2 separate regions of the Mus musculus genome follow, and region 2 is linked to region 1. The links are chromatin contacts, called in public HiChIP or PLAC-seq maps. All regions are on one chromosome and are shown on one strand. The core of a region is the stretch at or near the end of the contact, and the rest is flanking DNA. Distances in the headings are between cores, read along the strand shown.

Region 1 (6,698 bases), core at 876-3,375:
GCACTACAAACGGCCATAGCTCCCTGATCCGGACGGACAAGTGAGAAGTCAAACAGGAGGGCCATGGTGGTGCTGGGTGTGTGCAGCAGGGACCAGGAGAGAGAAGCTGGGCTTGCAGATGCGGCGGGGACTCTGCCAGGGGCCACGCTGGAGCAGGCCTCCAGTGGACTGCAGAGAGCTGGTACTCTGCTCTCTCCCAACTCTGAGTAACACTATGGTTCTTGCTCAGAAACAAAGCCCTCAAAACCCTCACAGGAGGACAGCTTGCTCCCTGTGCCCTGCTGCTCTGGAGCCTTATGGTTGTGGACAGGCCGGTCTTACTGACATCTCACCTAGTGGTTCCCCATCAGCGGCAAGAGAAGGATCTCCCTGCCTTGTCACCCTGCCCCACCCTGTGGGAGGTCATAGGAGTTGGTCTCCAACGGTCTACTCTCTACATGGAGGCCCTGGAGTCGTGCTCTCCAGAAAGGGTGCAAGCTTCTAGTCTCCCCTGGGGTCCCACACTCCCGGTCCAGGTGCTCCAAGAGATGTGGCTTTGTCCACCACATCTTGTCTGGTTCCAAACCCAAGAACACATTCCTCAGCCAACACTGACCACACACCCCAAGCCTCCACCCATGCTGTCCTCTGTGCCTTTAGACACCTTCGGTGGGCTCCAAGCTGCCACCTCCCCTCTGCCTGACAGCCTAGCCCTGAAGCAGAGTCCCTGTTTTGCACCTCTGCCTAGGGCACTGGCTGAGTGCTTCCCCGACCCAGCAGACTCTTGGCCAGCCTAATGCAGCACTACCTCCTCCTGCTCACCCCCAACAAGCAATGGAGCTGGAAAACTGGGGGTGCTCTAGGAGGGCTGGAGAAGCACAGGATAGCACCACCCTGATGGGACTGAAGACCCGCAGCACCTGCTGGAAGAGGTAGGTAGCACCAGGAGCCAGAGCCAGAGGTAGGAGCCTGGCAGAGGGGCAGAGGCTCAGTTCGTTCCCATCCCCCCCCAACACACCCCTTTCTTTCAAGGGGCGTGGCCCCAGCACCCCACCGATGAGACTGAGAGGGCTCCGGCCACCTAGTAGCCTCTCTGAAGCCCTCTTGTATCCTTCCAGGGCAGCACCTGGGATCTCTGCAGGCAGAGGGGGCCTCCCAGGAATCTACACTCGCCCTTCCCTACAGCAGCCAGAGTCAGCCCATCACCGCCGCCGTCCTCGCCGTACACCAGGCCTGGGACCGTCCAGGAAGCAAGAGGGGAATCCTCCGGGGAAGGAATGACCCGTGGAGGCCCTGCGCAGGGGGAGGCCGAGGAGGCCCGAGCCGGCGTCCTCTCCGGTGGCACCGCACCGCCCCTTGCAGCCGGGTGGAGGGCCTGCGGGCCTGGGCTGGCTGCGGCGCCCACTCGCGCGCCGGAGCCGGAGGGGGCGGGGGTCCCCACGAAGCCTTGCAACTTCCACCCCACTGCCTCAGGCCGGCCCGAGGCGCAGCCAGGGACCTGCCCCGAATCCCGCGGCCCTGCCCGGGCCTGCCCAGCGCGGCGCTCGCCTGCGGCCCACGTCCCCACCCGCGGCCCGGTCCGACCCGGCGCAACACGGGCCGACATGGGCACCCGCAGGGCCCTTCCCGCGGGGCCACTGCAAACTTTCTCTCCTGCCTGGAGGAAGGGACCGCGACTGCGGCCACAGACATTGCGCCCCCCCGGATCGTAGGGCCCCGGACGTGCTGCGACCCGCCGGGACGCGGCAGCCCATAGCGGAGACCGCGCCCGGACACACGCGGGCGCCCGGCCGGAACCGCAGGACACGCCAGCCGCGGACACGCGCGCCGCAGTCCCCGCGCACACCCCCCTGGCCGCCGCCAGCGCCCCCCGGCCACTCGGGACCCCGGGCCGCGACGAGCCTCCCGCCGCCCGCGGGGAAAGTTGCGCCCCGACTCACCCGCCAACCCCGGGCGCGTCCCGCCGCTGGCCATCGTTGCGCCCCGCCGCTCGCCCCTCTGCGGGGCCGCCCACGCCGCGCAGGCCGCCCAGGCCGAGGCCGCCGCGCCCGGGCTCCGCTCCGCTGCGTGGCTGCGTCGCCGCTGCCCAGCATGAATGGGGCGCTGAGCTCCGCGCGGCTGCGGACCGGCCTCGCTCTCGCCGCCCCGCGGAGCGCCGTGCCGCGCGCATGCGCCGGCCGAAGCCGGGGGGCGGGGCCGGGGGCGGGGGCGGGGGCGGGGCGGGACCCGCGATGGCCTGCAGGGGGCGCTCGGCCCCGCGGCGAGAGCGCGCGCGGCGGGCCCCACCGCTTGCCTTCAAAGGGCGATGGCCACCTCAGCCTTAAAACTCTGGACTGGGGTGGGGGTGGGTGAGGTGGTCCGGGTGGTCCCAGGAGTCGATGCACTCTTTAAGGAGCACAGGCTGGAAGTACAGCTTTCGTGCACGGAAGGGTAAACTGAGTCCGGAGGAAGCACTTGCCCTGGTCCTATTGCTCATCTCTGCCTGCGCAACGATCGCTTAGGTGGGACCGGCACTGCACCCCGCAGGCCCCAGGAGGTGGCGCGTGCCGGGATGCCTAAGCTCAGAGGACGACTGTCCTGTCCGGTACGCGGTCCTGCAGCGGGGCGTGTTAGAACTACCCCAGCAGGATAGAGACCTCGCCGGGTCGATCGCGGGCGCGGGGCTGGCCTGCAGAGCTGGATTGCGCCAGGTCTCGGTCGGGTAGAGAACCTTTCTCAATAAGGTCACCCAGTGCAAGGCATCCAGACCAAAGCAGGCAGCTGTGCGCAGAACAGAACAGAGCAGTCAGAAAAGGTGGTCGTGGGAGGGGCGAAGGCTGACTGGGCACAGCCTGGGGGACCCAGTGCAGCTCATTCGGTAAGGACCATTGTCCGTACTCGTCTCCCAAGCAGTCATCACCCTCTTTCCCTGTGCTCATCCTTGCCTGGTTTTTCTTTGGGTGTGACCGTTTACATTTTGTCTCCCTGAATGACATATTCTTTTGTGTAGCTTGTTTGAGGATGCTATAGAAATGGTGTCCCGCCTTCCTCTCTGATAGGAATGCAGGGTCCTGTGGTCAGTCTTTGCTCTCACTGTGTGGCACAGGCTATTCTGGATAGTTAACCCTCTCTTCTGCTACTGGACTGGAGCCCCCTGCTCTAGACCTTGGTCTTTAGCTTCAACAGACGATGCAAACTTGGTTTTCCCCCAAGTGAAACCCCACCCCTCCACGTGATGGAGAAGTGTCAGCAACAGTGGGAAAGGTAATGGTTTGATTTTGCCAGGCTGAAAGTTGGTGCTGGTTCTTTTTGCTTCTGAATGGCGGTGAGACCCTTCTTCCACAGTTACACTTACCGTCGGACTCCACAGGCACTACATACTGAATGTACAAATCTCTGCTGTGCTGTACAAACCGGGTAGACAGACTGCGCAGGCCCTGTGACCTGCCCAAGCTCCCTCGCTGGTTGGTGGCAGAGCCTGGAGTCTGGCCCAGAGGTGCAGTTCAAACTGTGGGCTTCCTAGTTGCACACCTGTCTGCTTCCAATAGTTGGCTCTGCTTTCCAGTCCACAGCCTTACCTGCCTCACAGATTTGGTAATCCACTTGCAACGCTTTGGGGAGGTTACAGGCAGACTGGGGTTGTGCCTGTCCAGCTGTTCCCTGAGTTGCCTCTGCTCCTTAGCTTCAGAGGCTGACTGCCTCTGCTCACACCTGCCTTTGCCAACCTGTCTTCTGAAGTACAGCTAGGCAGGTGCTCAAGGCTCTTCCTGTTTTGTGACCCACACACAGCGGATAGGTATCCAGAATACATGAAGAACGCCAAAGAATCTACACAAACACGGCTACCATCCCACAGGAGGGGATAGGTGACCTCCGAAAACCTTTTTCTGGAGGAAATCCAGCTAGGGGCTATTGCTTTGGATCAGTTAGTAGTTCCACTGATCCCTCTCAGCTGCACTGTGCCTCCACTGATGTCTCAGCTCTTTTTTATGTGGTCTTATTGAGTCCCGAGAAGCAGCAGAAGAAGAAAGCCTGTGACCATAGAAGAGCTGGAATTGAACCTGGGCCTGCAGCTTTGGCTTGACCACATTGCAGAGAAAGGAAGTGAGTCAGCACAGCTGCTGTGACTGCTGCTGCCAGGGCTCCTCCCTCTGCGTTTCCCCCTTGGGGGTCACTTCCCTGCAGGAACTGGAAAGGAGAGGAGTAGTCCCAGGAGCAAGGTTCTGGTCAAGGGGGCCTAATAAGGTTCTTAAGGCCCCTCCCTTCACATGCTCCAGCAGCGAACAGTTTCAGGGCCATTTCTGCACCTGTGACAGACCCTCCTACAAATGGGCTCAGCTGGCTCTTCCTCCCCTCTGACAGCCCCGTATTAGGGGTAAGGGATAAGGAGGAAGGCATAGGGAGAACCCAGGCATGCTGGAGGACCCACTTCTCCCAGACCCAGGTTCAAGCCTCAGGCCATTTCAGTCTTCCCCCTGTTCCCTCATCAGAGCCTCCTAGCCCATTTCACCCTCTTCCCTCCTGCCACCTCCTAGCTGGAGGTTGTGGGCCTTTCTTGTCTCTGGCTTCCACCCATGACTCAAGGGTCAAAGTAGAGTTGGTGGAGAGCCTCCTGTTCAGAACTCTCCACATATATATGCATGCACATGTACACACATCACACAGGTATTCACACATGTACAGGTACATATACATATACTCAGATATACAAACACATATGTACTCATAGGTACACATACGGGACACTCATGTATAGGCATACATACATACATGTACTCAAACTCAGGCATGCATACAAATGTACATATCCATGCACTTACACTCAGGCCTATATACATACATTCACTTATGTACATATACTCAGGCATATGTACACTGTACATACACATTGCATACACCCACATCTATAGACATGTACACACAAACATGAGCTCACATAAAGACACATGCACATACCTGGGGAACATTTGCGTATACAGAACATATTCACAAACATATACTGTACAGCTCCCCAGCACAGAGGGCTCCATATGTCCACCTGTTGGCCTGCTCTCCCCTCTGGCTTACCAGTATGCCCCTCCAGTTCATGCATGATTTCCCTCTCCACACATACCCACACCCACACACGAGACAAGTCCCACTCTGGCCTCTAACAACATTCCCTCTACTGTTTCTGCCACAGCTTTGCACGGCCAGTCATAGCCAGCCCATGGCATGGTCCCCTGGTTCCCCTGATGTCTGTTGAGCAGGTGTGTGAGAGAAGAGCTTCCCACCCATTGGCTTGTTTTCACATCTTAGGCCAGGAGAGGCCTGACGAGGGGCCAGGTACAGTCACCTGACTCTGGGAAGCCCACTCTGCTCCCTGAACAGAAACCATCAGTGTAAATGTGAGCAGTTGTTCAGGGCCAGGAGCAGGAGGGTGTCCATGGAAAGTATTTACAGGCCCCATGCTTGGTCTTGGCTCTTGTCCAGCCCTCTAAAAGGAAGAGGAGGAGAAGTACCTAGGCTAGGAGCTGGGACTGCGGAGAGAGGGCTTGCTTGGCCACAAAAAGGCATAGCCTGCCTTTTCTCTTCAGGTAGATGGATGCAGCTCACCAGGACCTGGGTTCACTGGGGCCTTGGCACTCCAAGTCAGTGGTGCTGCTGATGTCCTCAAGGATGGAAAACTTCTTTAGCCACTCCAGAAGCCCCCATGGGAGCTCTTGGCCACTGCAGTGCCAAGTGCCAGAGAAGTAAGACATGAGCCTCCTGGGTGCATAGGAGATTGGTGTTTTTGTTTTGTTTTGTTTTGTTGTTGTTGTTGTTTGTTTTCTTTTTTTTTATCTTGTCCAACACCCCCACCCCCATGGTTCTATAAACCACTAGACAGAAGTATAGAGGTTAGACTTCTCTTCCCTCTTGACAGTGATGGGCAGTGCCACTCTGACCACAGTACCGGGTAGAAGAGAACAGCTATGACATAGAAGAAGGAAGCAGGATCTAGAATCTCAACAAACCAAACTCAAAATATTCAAGGGCTGATTAAAAAACAAACAAACAAAAACCTGAGAGGCAACCAAGTGCTACCTCTATAGTCTATTGTTTTGGGAGTTACTTTGATTACCCTGACCAACCATTTGAAAGGAGGTTTCCTGGAACAATGGTGATGTCTATAGACATGTTAACACAGGAGAGAATCTGGCCCATAGACAAAGAACTACTGGCAACTAAGGCTAGGAGAAGGAGACTTAGCTTCTTCCAGGGACGAGCTCCTTTCCTTCGTCCAGTACAGAGTGGTAAGCCTTGGAACCCCGTACACACAAACAACATAAACAAACTCAATAGGTTCTATTTATATAGGTATGTGAACATATGTATGCATGTAACAACAATGAAGAGAAAAAAAGCTATCAACCTAAAGGTGGGAGGAAGACACTGGAAGGCCTGGAGGGAGGGTAACTGAGGGGCTGGAGGGAGGAAAGGGAATGAGACATGATATAATTCTATTTCAGTGGAAATATTTCTAAAACTCACCTGTCATAGCAAGGACCATCTCAAATGGTATAAAAGGTATCATCAACAAGGATGACGTCAGTATTGGCATGATCTGAGGATGTTAAAGCAGCCGTCATAAAAGATGTCTCAATGAGCAGTTATGATCGTGACGGGAACAATGAAAATATGGCGTGTGACTAAGGAAATAACTACATTGTATAAAGACAAAAACAACCCCCCCTCAAATGATAGTGCCACAACATGAC
Region 2 (6,638 bases), core at 2,415-4,914, 60 kb after region 1:
TCATGAAAAAGCCTATGCCTCCCTGTTTCTGACATCCTGGCTCAGAGTGCTCACGGACAGCAGCACAGGAACATGGCAGATGGGGCTAAGTACTGGCACATGCGTCTTTGACCTCTCTGAGCCTTTTTCATTTGGGAGCACAGCATGAGTGTCCTGAGCATGAGGAGCACTGTGTGTTCAGCAGGAACAGGAGGCTCCCACAGGGGAAATGCTGACACTCTCATCCCCATCCCCCACTCTTCATAAAGTAGTGGGCCAGGGCTGACCCCCAGATCCCATGGAGCCTGTTCACTGCCTCTCACCTAGCTAGATAACAAAGCAGCTGCTGCCCCAGAAAATGGCAGTGGATGCAGCCCACTGTAACACACTGAAGAGCTGAGAAGAGCTGTGTGCTAATCTGGGTAATTACTGATGGCCAATGGCTACCTTCAGCCCAACTGAGGGGGCTGATGAACAGATGGCTGTCTTGTTATTAGAGATATTTGCCATCAGGCAGGTGGCAGCAGGTTTCAAGCCACACATGGGGATTTCTACAAATGCAGGCAAGTTTACAAAGAACAATAAGCAGATTCTTACTTTATTGTGCTCTCTGCTTTTGAAGCCGCCTCATGGAATTGTTGGGAAGACAGTTTATACAGCTCAGCATTCTACAAAGAGAAAACACAAAATTAGTTACCAAAGGTTACCATCTTCTTCTAGAAGCTTGTGGGACACAATCACAATAGAACTGGACAGATGCTAATATCTTAATTGGTGTCAGCTTAGCCTAGGTCCTAGCTCCCATGGCATGCTGATCACTTGATGGAATCCCAGAAAAGTGACTGCAAACCATGATAACTTTTAGTTCAGGGAGTGGCAAGCTGCAGGTCACAGGCCAAATCTGCTGGCTACCTTGCTTATAAATAAAGTTTCCTGGCTACACACACCCAGCTTGTATGCTGCAGGATCAGTGGAATGGCTGTGGTGGAGCCTGCATGGTCTGCAAAGCCTGAAACATCTATTACTTGTAAAGAAGAATGTGCTGACATTGATTTATTCCCATCCCTACTGGACAAATGGGCCATGCTGCCTAAAGAGGTCAAGTGACAAGCCAAAGTCATACAGTGAGCAGCAGTGTCAGGGCTATCCAGTGTCTTGACTCCTAGACTGAGGCATGCTCTGTTGCTTCCCATGATGCACTGTGGGAGGGTCTTAAGGCATGGACCTATCTTCTCTGAAGTTATCCATTACACATATACCTACAGACTCAGGATGGCAGGACAAACCTAGGAGCAAGAACATGCCAGCTGTGTTTGATCCTGGTGTTACAATGTGATTTTCAGTAAGTTGCTTAACTTGTTAGTCACTTCTGGTCACACAGGCCTAGCCTAACACTTTCCTTTTTCTCTAAAGCTCTGACATCTTCGTTTGCTCCCAGAGAAGACTGATACTGACATCCTTTCAGCCTCAGGCCTTTGCACTCCAGGTGGGAGTATTCAGATCCATGCAGTTGGTCAGACAAATAGACTGCAGGGGAAGGCCACATCTGGAGGCTGAGACAGGGTGGGTTAAGTGGGCCCTGTACAGAGGTGTAGGGTAAGTGGTCAGATGTCTTGAGTGGGGTATGAAGCCAGTAACAGATGCCTTTGTGTGGCCCTTTGTGGATGCCAAGGTCAGGTCCTTTGCACAGCAATGTATTCACTCCTGATAAGGGACTCTTGGCGTTTGAGATGAGCAAACAGCTTCAGGCTCATCAGTCCTTGCAATAAACTGACATGACAGTGAAAGGACTCTGGACTCTTAGGGCTGGACCTCCTTGCACATTTGTCAGGCTCCACCTGGCTCTACCTACCTGCTGAAGAAAAGCAACAAGCCAGTCCCTGGATGGACAGGAAAAGAGAAGTCTGAATACAGGTTGCCAGGAGAGCACATTATGTGGTGTGGAACCCGATTAGGTCTATAGGGAAGGGAACTAAGGCAGAGAACTTCCTCTAGGAGACTAGGTGAACACAGGTCTGGGCTGGAATCAGGCTCCACCTTTATCCGCTCTCTGAGATTTCCACTGTCTACAGTCTCAGGCAGGATTGGTGGGAGGTCATCATGAAAAGGAGACTCTTGCAGGAGAGCTTAGGAACACAGAGTCCCTGGCGGGGAGGCCCAGGAACTAGAAGGTGGAGCAGGTCATCTAGCTTATCCCTTCTAGTTTCCTCTCTCCACACCAGGGAGCCTTCTCTAAGGCATGCCAACAACTTCAGTACACAACAGGCATGAAATAAACACAAGTCTTCCTCACAGCCTGGCAGTAGAAGATCTATATTAATGGCACACTCGGGAAGCTTTCTGCTTCTCCTCTGAGTCCTTGCGCTCACATCCCTGCTTCAAATGGTGTGACATTCCCTGATATGGCTGTCGTGGCTGAGGATAAAGGCAGAGGCAACCTGATCAGTCTCTCCCAATTCCTCTAGCACATGTTCCTTTGTGACCACTGGGCTTCTGGTGGAGCCTCCTGAGGATGTGGCCTGGCTCATGGGCTCACAGTATGACAGCACTTTGGTGTGTACTGGCCGCAGTCTGTGGTAAACCACTTACTTCCTCTAAGCTTTGATTTCTTAACTGCAGAGTGAGAGAAAAGCACCCAGATCTCCCCAACCCACATACACCGTAGAGCTTCTGAAGCCACAAAGAACCTCGTGTTCTTTCCACAGACGTGGGTCTTTCTTCCTCATAAAAAACCCACCCAACTCTTTTGAGTTTCTTTTCTTCTATATGTGTTCACGGGTCAGATCACAGGCTTCCAGGCCCAGTCACTTGCTGAGTCCCTCTCAAAGAGAGGACTCAAAGGCTGAGATGGGGCCCATGTACTGTGGGCAAGCAGAAGAGGCCTAGAGCCATTGCTCTGTATGGTAGGCAGCATGCATCTGTCCCAGGGGACATAGAGCCAATCATGTGGTCAGTAGGATTTGTCATAGGAAGTGTCCACAGGCCAAGAAGTGGTTACTGCCACCCCCCCCCCCCGTAGCTTCCTCTATTTTCCTCATGATGACTCAGTGAAAATCCCCCATTGGTCCCATCCTGACTGCCGTGCAGACCCATGGCAGTGGGCTGTGTAACAACCACTGGCCCAGAAGCACAGGAAAGGTCTCCAAGCCACAACAGAGGTTCATTTGTCCATGAGCCCCTGGTTCTCCAGCCTTCCTCATTAAGGACAAGGATCCTGTAGACTACAACTTGTCATAATTGTGGGCTTCTTAAGGACTGGTCAATTTGTTCATCCTGAGAACACTAGGAATGGGGGTGGGATCCAAGTCAACTGGAGCCTGTGCTCTGGCCATATGGATGCTCAGACACCACAATGTCACAATTACAAATGGGCATGAGGCCAGTATTTTGAGCTGTCAGAATACCTACCAGAGCAGCCTGTAAACTTGATCAGACAGTCTTCTTGGGAACTGATACCTGAACTGAACCCAACCAAAGTATTTCTCTCGCTCCCCCTCTCTGCCTCTGGTGGTTCCAACAATGGAGTCCACGGTCTAGTTCATGGCAGACTAGCACTCAACTTTACAGCACAATTTTTGTCACATCAATATTTTCAAAAGTGAAAGCAGGCCAGGGGTTATAGTGAGTGGCAAGCATGCTGGGGCTTGTATCCTGGCCCCACCCATCTCCTTCCTACTTCTGGGTGAGGTCATGGTACACTTGTGAGCACCTTGTGGGCAAGTACTTTAATTAGAGAGCATTCTGTGAGGCACGCTGTGAGTGGGCACTCTGAAGGACCACACTGAAAGCACACCCTGTGAAGGAGCACCTTGTGAGGGAGCACAGTGGGGGGAGGGCTCTGTGAGTAAGCCCTCTGCACCTCAAGTCAAACAGCTCCTACCATGTCCTCTAGGCCAACAAATTCTCCTACCGTTGTAAACAGTGCTGAGGAGAACAAGTGCCTACCTGCAGCTCTGTGTGTGAATGAGCCTATCTACAGAGAATACTCTAGAAGTCAGGGTCTTGAGACAAAGACTGCATTTATTTCTAATGAACTGTAAAGGATAAGAAGATATGAGCCAAACAAGGAGGAGGACCCATGAAGAGAGAGAACATGGGTGTCCAAAGGGCAGTGCAGGTACATGAGGGGAGCAGAGACTGTCAAACAGTGGGATCAAGGGCAGGGAGGGCTAAGATACTCAGTGGGTGCAGCTGACTCAACTTCAGGCTCAGAGCCTGAGTTCCAATGAGGGGTGAATAAAACCCTGGCTTTGTTTGTTTTGTGTTTTTTGAAACAAGGGTTTGTTTTATAGCCCAGGCTAAACTGGAACTCATTATGTAGATAATACTGGACTAAGAGTCACAGTGCTCTTCCTATCTCAGCCTCCTGAGTGCTGAAATTACAGTCCTCAGCTACTATGCCTGTCTGTTTAAGTGAGGGAATAGCAAAGCAGTACTGTTTTTAAAAGACTGTGGCAGCTGTGGACAATGGAGTCCCATCTTTCTGGAGGGGTCATCAGCACTGGAGGGTCCTGGACTGCCCAGGACCTGGGAGCTACAGTTACCACAGAAGCTCACAGGCTTTCTGACAGCTCTCTGATGGGCCTGCACTGTCCGCACGTCATCTGTGCCCACCATCATGAACTGATAGTTTTGGAGACTTTTCTTCCCATAGAGTCCTCAGGTTCCCACTTCTGGAATGCCTTTTCCTCTGCTCTAGACAGCTGCCCCTCCTCCGCTGCCTGCAGCTGCTTCTTGAGCACATCTGAAGGCAGAAGACCTGATCTCCATTAATTAAATTTGCCATTAAAAATTAAATAATGTGAGTAAGAAGGTGTGAGCATTATCTCTGTGGGTTTCAAAAGTCGCAGTGTTTCTTCAATTACTTCCCAAGCAGTTTTCATATTTCATACTGTCTGATTTCTCCAAGGGCCTGGATTTGCAAGATCAAAAGAGAGTGTGAGGGTGAGAGAAGCAAGGTGGGAAGGCGGGAAGGGGAGGATAGCATCAAAACATGTCGTGGGCAGGAGAGATCGACCTGCTATCCCCAGGCAGAGCTAGGAGAAGCAGCAGAATGGAAAGATGTAGGGGCACAGAGGTTGGCAGCAAGTCTCCCAAGTGCAGGTCAGGGTGAGGCCCATGTGTCCATGTATATGACAATGGATATGGAAACAAGAGCTTACCCTATATGCCTGGAAAAGAGCTGCTCCTGGGCCAGAGCCCTCAATACAGATACCTAGGCCAAAAGCATTCAGGAATGATCTACTAAGGAAAAAGAAAACAGGGCTGGGTGTCATGGAGACCCAGCTTGAGAAGGGTCATAGCATTAGAGAGAACTCAGCTGATATCACTATGGAGAAACCATGCAGGGCCATGTAGGAACAGAGTGGGCTTCTGGTGTTCAGGTCAGGACCTCTCCTCCTAGTGTGTGTCCTGGGCAAGACTTGCATTGCCATGTCCTCTCCTCTGTACAGTAAGATGATGGAGTAGTCAGCACAGGCTGGATGGGAGTGGGGGCAGGGCAATGCATTATAGAATTACACAATGCCTGGCACACACTGGACACTCAATAAATGTTTTAAGAACTTAACAAACAACGCTCACTTTATGCATATGAACCAACAAGGCCAGCAGAGTGTGGAAGAATTCTGAGAGCTGAGGAGTGAAAGAAGGCTCATCATAGGGCTTTTAGTCTCATTTGCTCATGGTCTATCCCCAGAGCCTGTGAGAGGGCCTGATACAAGAATTGCTGAATAAATTAAAACCAAGGCCAGAACCATAAGAGTGATGCACAGGCTAGTTAGGAGGAAGACAGTTCCTAAGCTCCAGCTCTGCACTGGGTCTGTACTCATAGATTTAGCAGGCTACTGCAGACCAACTTGGGGTAGCACATGGTATGACCAGGGCACAGAAGACTAAGGCATGGCTTGGGGAGGGCAGGCAGATTGAAGCTCAGGGACTTGGATTCCTGCCCAAGTGGTGGGAGTATTTTAACACAAGCTGTGGGAGGATGCAAGAGGCAACAGTCACATGTGTGCTGGCCTTAGCAGCAATATACACAGAATCAATATCCAATGGGGGTGAGAAATATGTCTCCTCAGAAGGTTCACTGGTCTTCCTTGGCCAGGCACTATTGTAGGGATTGCCCAGCAGGCCAATTTGATTCCCAGAAAGCTCAGAAGAGTTATTCTGAGGTAAGAACTTAGCAGATGAAGAAACTGAGGAGGCCCAGAGAGGCAAAGGGACAACCAAGGTGAAAGGACAGGAGGTCAAAGAGCAGGGTGGGACAGGCCAGAAATGGATGCAAACATGTCCAACACACCATAGTTCCAACACACCACTTGCTTCTTTTGTACATTCAGTAAGCATATATTGGGTGCTTGCTATTTGCCAAGGCTTGCCCTACAAGCAGTGAGCACAGCAGGCAAGGGGATGAAGTCCTTGTTCCACAGAGCTAACAGTGTGGATATGGAAGAAGTAAACAGATAATTTCACTCAGTGTCAATGCCACTTGAAAGATCACACCAAAAGCTTAAGGGGCTATGGTTTTCATAAGGTGTCAGGGAAGGCCTCTCCCCCTGCCTGGCCACCTCAGGCAGTCAGCTAACTGACATGAAGTCAGGGCTTGGGCAGGGTCTGACAGGGTGACTGTACTAGGTGAGTTCTTGATAAAACAATAA

What was found. HiChIP or PLAC-seq counts read pairs in DNA pulled down with a chosen protein or histone mark.
Region 2: a contact with region 1 is called in an H3K27ac HiChIP or PLAC-seq map of bone marrow-derived dendritic cells, with 7 times the contacts expected there. The contact joins the enhancer-like site here to the promoter of Plxna1 in region 1. A contact is called at or near these places in 1 of 39 promoter capture datasets (the 3T3-L1 cell line), 12 of 484 Hi-C or Micro-C datasets (bone marrow-derived dendritic cells, bone marrow-derived macrophages, colon epithelium and 7 more), 11 of 115 datasets of contacts at active chromatin or transcription factors (CD8 T cells, bone marrow-derived dendritic cells, bone marrow-derived macrophages and 5 more) and 4 of 9 other capture datasets (adipose tissue, bone marrow-derived macrophages, liver and 1 more).

Annotation. Positions count from the first base shown.
Region 1 is chr6:89,360,488-89,367,185 of GRCm38.p6, forward strand. It overlaps Plxna1 (plexin A1), which reads right to left and starts at 2,126. Exons shown (of 32, transcript NM_008881.2): 1 at 1,920-2,126. It overlaps Gm40415, which reads left to right and starts at 868. Exons shown (of 2, transcript XM_017321867.2): 1 at 868-911; 2 at 1,098-2,104. The coding sequence starts at 1,257. The coding sequence ends at 1,691.
Region 2 is chr6:89,419,172-89,425,809 of GRCm38.p6, forward strand. Chchd6 (coiled-coil-helix-coiled-coil-helix domain containing 6) reads right to left here. Exons shown (of 8, transcript NM_025351.3): 6 at 577-647. Among named protein-coding and RNA genes, the nearest start is that of Gm52910, 11 kb to the left of the region's middle. Within about 2 kb of position 3,665, at least 134 of the 459 cell types and tissues checked have an H3K27ac peak or open chromatin away from gene starts, as enhancers often do. A contact at or near this core is called in CD8 T cells, adipose tissue, bone marrow-derived dendritic cells and 8 more, where this site is marked.